Linked DNA regions of Hordeum vulgare: region 2 is linked to region 1. Evidence: chromatin contacts called from public Hi-C data. All regions are on one chromosome and are shown on one strand. The core of a region is the stretch at or near the end of the contact, and the rest is flanking DNA. Distances in the headings are between cores, read along the strand shown. Region 1 holds the start of LOC123411205. Region 2 holds the start of LOC123410039.

Evidence for each region. Hi-C and Micro-C count contacts between places; a contact is called where the count stands out from the background.
Region 2: a contact with region 1 is called in a Hi-C map of leaf, with 3 times the contacts expected there. The contact joins the promoter of LOC123410039 here to the promoter of LOC123411205 in region 1. A contact is called at or near these places in 2 of 6 Hi-C or Micro-C datasets (both in leaf).

Annotation. Positions count from the first base shown.
Region 1 is chr7H:453,060,673-453,063,473 of MorexV3_pseudomolecules_assembly, reverse strand. LOC123411205 reads right to left here and starts at 1,460. Exons shown (of 5, transcript XM_045104149.1): 1 at 1,244-1,460; 2 at 1,035-1,169. The coding sequence starts at 1,435.
Region 2 is chr7H:453,954,913-453,957,713 of MorexV3_pseudomolecules_assembly, reverse strand. LOC123410039 reads right to left here and starts at 1,327. Exons shown (of 1, transcript XM_045102920.1): 1 at 378-1,327. The coding sequence starts at 1,185. The coding sequence ends at 805.

The DNA.
Region 1 (2,801 bases), core at 211-2,710:
GCCTTCGGTGGACATACAGGATTGGTGGATGCCTTATTGTTAAATTTTCTGCTTGCAACTTTCCTTGTATAGTTGACAGTCACATCTGTGCTCCCTGTGGTATATCATGATTTGGTTTCGCCATTTTAAATACATGTCTCACGTGTCCTTAATTTTATTCTCTTTTCATGATGTGCTTTTTTAGCACTAATGCTTCATTTCGAATTGTGTTGTGCTTCTACTTCAGATGCTTATATGTAACAAACTATTCATTAGATAGATGGCCACAAGTTGTTTATTCACCATGACAAACAAGAGATATATAACAGAGAAAAGAAAATATGCAACTAGTGGAAGGCGCAAACCATTGTAAAATTACAGTTTCTGAGTTTTCAGAAGAAAAAATAGAAATGTATAATATGCTACCGCATGTGAGCATTGACAATACAAAATGTGATCACCTCCAAACCGTACAAGGACACAAAATTGTATATGTATAATTGGTATGTCATAAAAATTAAAATGCAGTACAACCATGATTTTCTTTCAAATCGTTTTGAAACTTCAAGATGTATATGCACAGCATGGGCTGTTGGACGCAACTAATTGTGGAGAATCCGCATTTCCGTTCTATCTCCATTCTTATTACTTGGTACCCTACAATTCGTGCTGCCAAACTTCATAAAGTGCTGCGTTGTTATGTCTCATTGTTGCAATGGAAGGGGCGAAAAGTATTTGGCTCAAATTCTTTTCTAAAGTTTGACCGGGAGCAGATAATAGAAACCATCTGCATCAGCAATATAAGATAACAATCGCTAGAAATGTTTAAATATTCTCATCATCTTGTAATTCTGCTAGTACTGTACATCTTAATGTAAAGTGGTGGAAATGTATTGGTCAAAATGGCCTCCGGAAGAACAGAAGCACAACCTTATCCCAGGCAGGCAGGCAGGCAGGGACTAAGAGCCAAACACGCTCTCAACATGCTCCAGTAAGTAAGGCAGCAGCAGCACAACAAACTGAAGGAATCAATGGTCAGGAGACGATGGTCTCACCGCTGAGTGGGTGGAGGGCATCCCCCCTGACTGGGCGGCGACCCTGATGATGTCGATTTTGCCCACGTCCCTGCCGGAGGTGAAGGGCTTGGCCAGCTGCCCGATCACACTCGCCGCCGTCGCCGCAATCAAGACCTTGAAACACGAGCCGAGTCCTTACTTCAATCGAAAGATGAACGCAGCAATCCGTTAAGCTAGTTACGGCGAACCTTGTTATGCGCGAGCTCGGCGACGTCCTCCGGCCGGAAATGGAGGGAGGACGCGGCCGTGAGGGCCCGGCGGCGGCGCGGCCCGCGCCTCGGGGGGTGCCAGGAGGAGGAGGAGGCCGGGGAGGAGGGAGAGGTGAGCGCCGCGGAGGGGGGTGGGGGGCGGCGAGCGAAGGATGACTGGGTCATGGCCATTGGATTCCCGGGAGCCGACGGCTGCCTGCGCTCCTTGGGTGAGTCGGACCGAACCAAATGGGCTATCTCTTCTTTCCTGTGACCTTCCTCTTGTTTTTAATTTCATCTTTTTTTTCGAGGAAAGGGGTATATGCGAAAATCCAAGTCTACTGTTCTCGCTTATCTGTTCTCGCTGATGAAAAAAAATACAAAAATACAAAAAAAATCTAAATTTGTTTTATGTGATATGTATTTTGATGTGTGAGGTCCGCTTTAAATTTTAACTTATTTGAACATATGAGCAACTCTCGGTAAAAAAGACAAATCGGGTCAGAACAGCTCGTGAACAGTAAACCTTTTTTACAGACTTCGATTTTTTTTTTTGCTGAGAGCTGCTCAGATGTCCAAATAAGTTGAAATTTAAAGCGTTCCTCACGCATCAGATTATCTACCACAAAAACTGATTATTTTAAACTTTTTAAAAATGTATATTTTTTCATGAACGCGGGTGCAAATGAGCCCGAGAGCAGAAACGCTGCTCTCTATTTATTCCTCTGAAATAGCGTTACAGTCTGCTAAAACAAGCTTTTTTATGTTGTCTAGAACCTGGTGCAACCAACAAGCGATGCTACGTTTAGTTCTCCCTATATTAGCTAAACTACGGGCAACACTATTTTGTTTACAATCAATTCTTAGCGGAACAAAACCCCGAAGTTGTAGCAACTTCTTTATTTCTATCATGAGATATTTATAGGCACATCGATCGAGCGAGTCATCCGTCAAGGCTGCAACGGCTGTTGGATTATCCTATTGGACAACCACTAGGAGATCAGTGTGTTCCAAGCACATAGATAAACCTTCCAATATAGTGTTGATCCCCGCCTCAAGAGCATCCTTTCAATGGAACAAATATATGTAGGTTGAGAAGATCACCGAGCCGTCAAAGTTCTGAAGCACCATGCTAGTACTCGCCTCGCCAGTCTTTGGAAAGAGAGCTCCGTACACCGAAACGTCGTCCAGCCCGTGGGAGGCTTGGTCCATGGCCTCATCGGCACTCGAACAGGCGGTAACCTGGTTGGTATCTCCTTCATTGGTTGCTTGCCCTTGATAATGTCATCCACATTAAGTCGTTGTGCTTGATCAAAAGATGTAAGGTAGCTGCTCAAGAAGGCGCGAAAGACCTGCAGGGGCGGAACCATCTTCCCATGGATAATGTCATTGCGCAAACTCCGGGTTCTCCAGAGAAGCGTGATGATCATCTCCCTTGATTTGGTTGGTTGGTCAGCCAAGATGCCGAACAGCCATTCTGACCATGTCTTAATTAACTTATCCTTCTCAAGTAGCTGCCATTCTTCTTTCATTTCTTTCCATAGGCTTCGGGCATGCG
Region 2 (2,801 bases), core at 78-2,577, 890 kb before region 1:
AAAAAGTAAAACATGAACTTAGGTTAAAAAAATAACCATAGAAAAAAAGGAAAAAAAACAGAAACAGAAAAATGAAAAAATAAAAAAAAAGGAAAAAGAAAAAGGACAAAAAAATGAAGCAGGAACCGGAACTGCCTGCAGAGGGGGATGGGCCGGACCAGTTTGTCGCGCGCCTGTGCGTTTGAGCGATTATTTGACGCGAAGAGTGGTAAATACGGTTTTTCCCTAATAGGAGGTCCCAAGAAAAACTACTTGAAGTGAGTAGGCCGGCCCACCTATTCGCGTTCTCACCAAATTCAGTTCAGGTTAGGGGATTCCTGCTCGAATCACTTGGGTTCAGTCGTTCAGTTCAGGTCAGTGGATTCACGTGGGAGACATTCACCGAAGATTATAATTCTTTTTTATTCCAAAAAGATTCTAATCCTAATCCTGGTACACAGTTCTGCAAAAGGCTGAAAACATCATGAGCGATTCTAATTCTACTACAGATGACCCAATTGAACATTTACAATTGCCCATGTATGTAACCCGTCGACACGAAGACGACACCTAGCTTGTTTGCCAGCGCGCGCATACATATCTATTTCTTCGCTGAACACAAATATCCATACAGTTTCCTATTTTGCTCTTACTTCCACTTGTGCTTGAGGAAGGTCACATCTGGCGCTCCCAGTGAGCATTTGGGAAAAAGGGATTTCTTGGGCCAGTACTGCCATGGCAATGGCAACCCTCAAGCAAATACGCGCGTGATCCTCCCACAAAAGGGAGAAGGGCAACACGATTCTTCTTCGGGCCATGCATGCATCAGTAAGGAAAGCCATTTACGACGCTCCCGCCGTGGCGCCGCGCGCTCGGGGTGGCGTAGAGCAGGTCGGCAAAGTCGCAGAGCCCGTTCAGCTCTTCCACGCGCATCGGCTCGAAGGCCACCCCCGTTGGCTTGGCCGGCGCGGCAGCCGTCAGCTGGTCGCTGCCGGAGACGCATGGGCGCCTTTGCTTGTCGGCTCTGTTGCAGGGCCTTGGGCGAGGCCTGTGCACGGATGGCGGCGGCGGCATCTTGGAGTACTTGCCGGTGAGCCGCTGCACGACGGACTTGAAGTTGGCGGCGTCGGAGCTGACGAACTGCGTCTCGATGAACTTGACCTTGACGCCGCCGCCGTCCTGGCTCTGCTCCATGGCCGCCGCCATATATGTATGTTCCCCCCTTGTCACTCCTCCCGGATGCAAAGGTGGAGCTAAGCTGCGCCTGCACGTACGCACGATCACGGCGACTCTTCTTCGTTTTACCTGTGGTCTAGTGTGTGTATGATGAGTTGATGACGACGAACAGACGATATGTGTCCGCTTGGCTGCACAAGCCGCGAGTTTATATAGGTTCGGTAGCTAAGGCAAACTCTATAGCCACGGATTCCCAGCAACGTTAACCCTATGACAGGTGGGGCACAGGTGGGATGGGCTCACCTGTCAGCGAAGGAAGGGGAGGGAGATGATCGGACCGGTCAAAGATACGAGCCAGTCCGGAGGAGCGGTCAGAGATCGGGGGCGGACCAGGCGGTCAAGGGCTCGTGCGGATTAGACAGCGGCATCTTCTCGGCTCGCCGGCTCCTGAGATCTTCTTTTACCACTTGTGGCGCTAAATTTTCTGTTTCTGTGAAAATTACGGGGCATAATAGCCAGACAGTGACGGCTGTGGAACTTGTAGATCGGTCGAGGTGTTGAATTGACCGAGGAAAATTTACCAGCGTCCATGTCCATATCGTCCCTTCTCAATCGGGCATCCCGTTTTCCACCGAAATTTCGGGGAATTTGGGTCTCAGAATATTTATGTTCTTGCTATGCTAAACATCGGTCGAATCGGGGGAGAAAATGATGCACATCACCGAGGCGGAGACATACGTGTACGCCGCAGCGGTTGCCAACGAGGCCTCGGACACGAAATGATCCGGAGACGGCTACAATGTGGTAGGGACGTCGATGTTGGGGAGTCGGAGGTTTGGCGGGTTCAGCCGCAAGGGGGTGTTGCAGGGATGTCGGGGCCAACGACGTGTGGTAGCACGATGGTAGATGGTGGTTCGAGGGAGGGCAGGTAGCGAGCCATGCATGAATGCGCCGCCGCCCGCCGGCCATGGGTGGCGGAGCCTGACACTGGAGCGGGGTTCAGGAGGAGGAAGACGACTTGAGGTGGAAGAAATTCTCATGACCATTCAATCGAACGAACTAAAAAAACTTTTTTGGCAGTGTGGCTGAGCTGAAGACCGGCATTCCGGTGAATAATTTTGTCGCCCCAGTCAGATGAAAGCTCAAAAGTTGAACCTTTTTTTATGTACTACTCCAGATACCTAGCACACTTATATTTTGTTTACCTTGCTCCTTCTCTGACTCCACGCACTATCGGCAGCCGATGATTTTGACCCCCATTCATCCCAAGCTTCGAGCGTACGGCTAGCGGATAATCGCCTAAACTTGTACTACTGCATAGTCCAGTCAAACTTGCATGGGTGGACTCAGTTGATTAGATGCACGCATGGACTCCTGCATATAATAATATATGGTGAGCTAATTATACCTGCATATATGTACTCCGTATGTGGTCATGTGGTCGAGGGGTGGATAGCTAAGATAATATTCTCATTGTTCCCATGACCCCATCAGGCCATGATCAGTGACATAAGACCGTTAATTAGTCATGTGTCCATGTCAGATGCCCGTGACTGGTCTATGCTAGCTGTGTTTCTAGAAAGCAAAAATTATACGTGGAAGCTTAAGTTGCGGTATCGATTACTAGCTAGCCGATGTGACCTGGG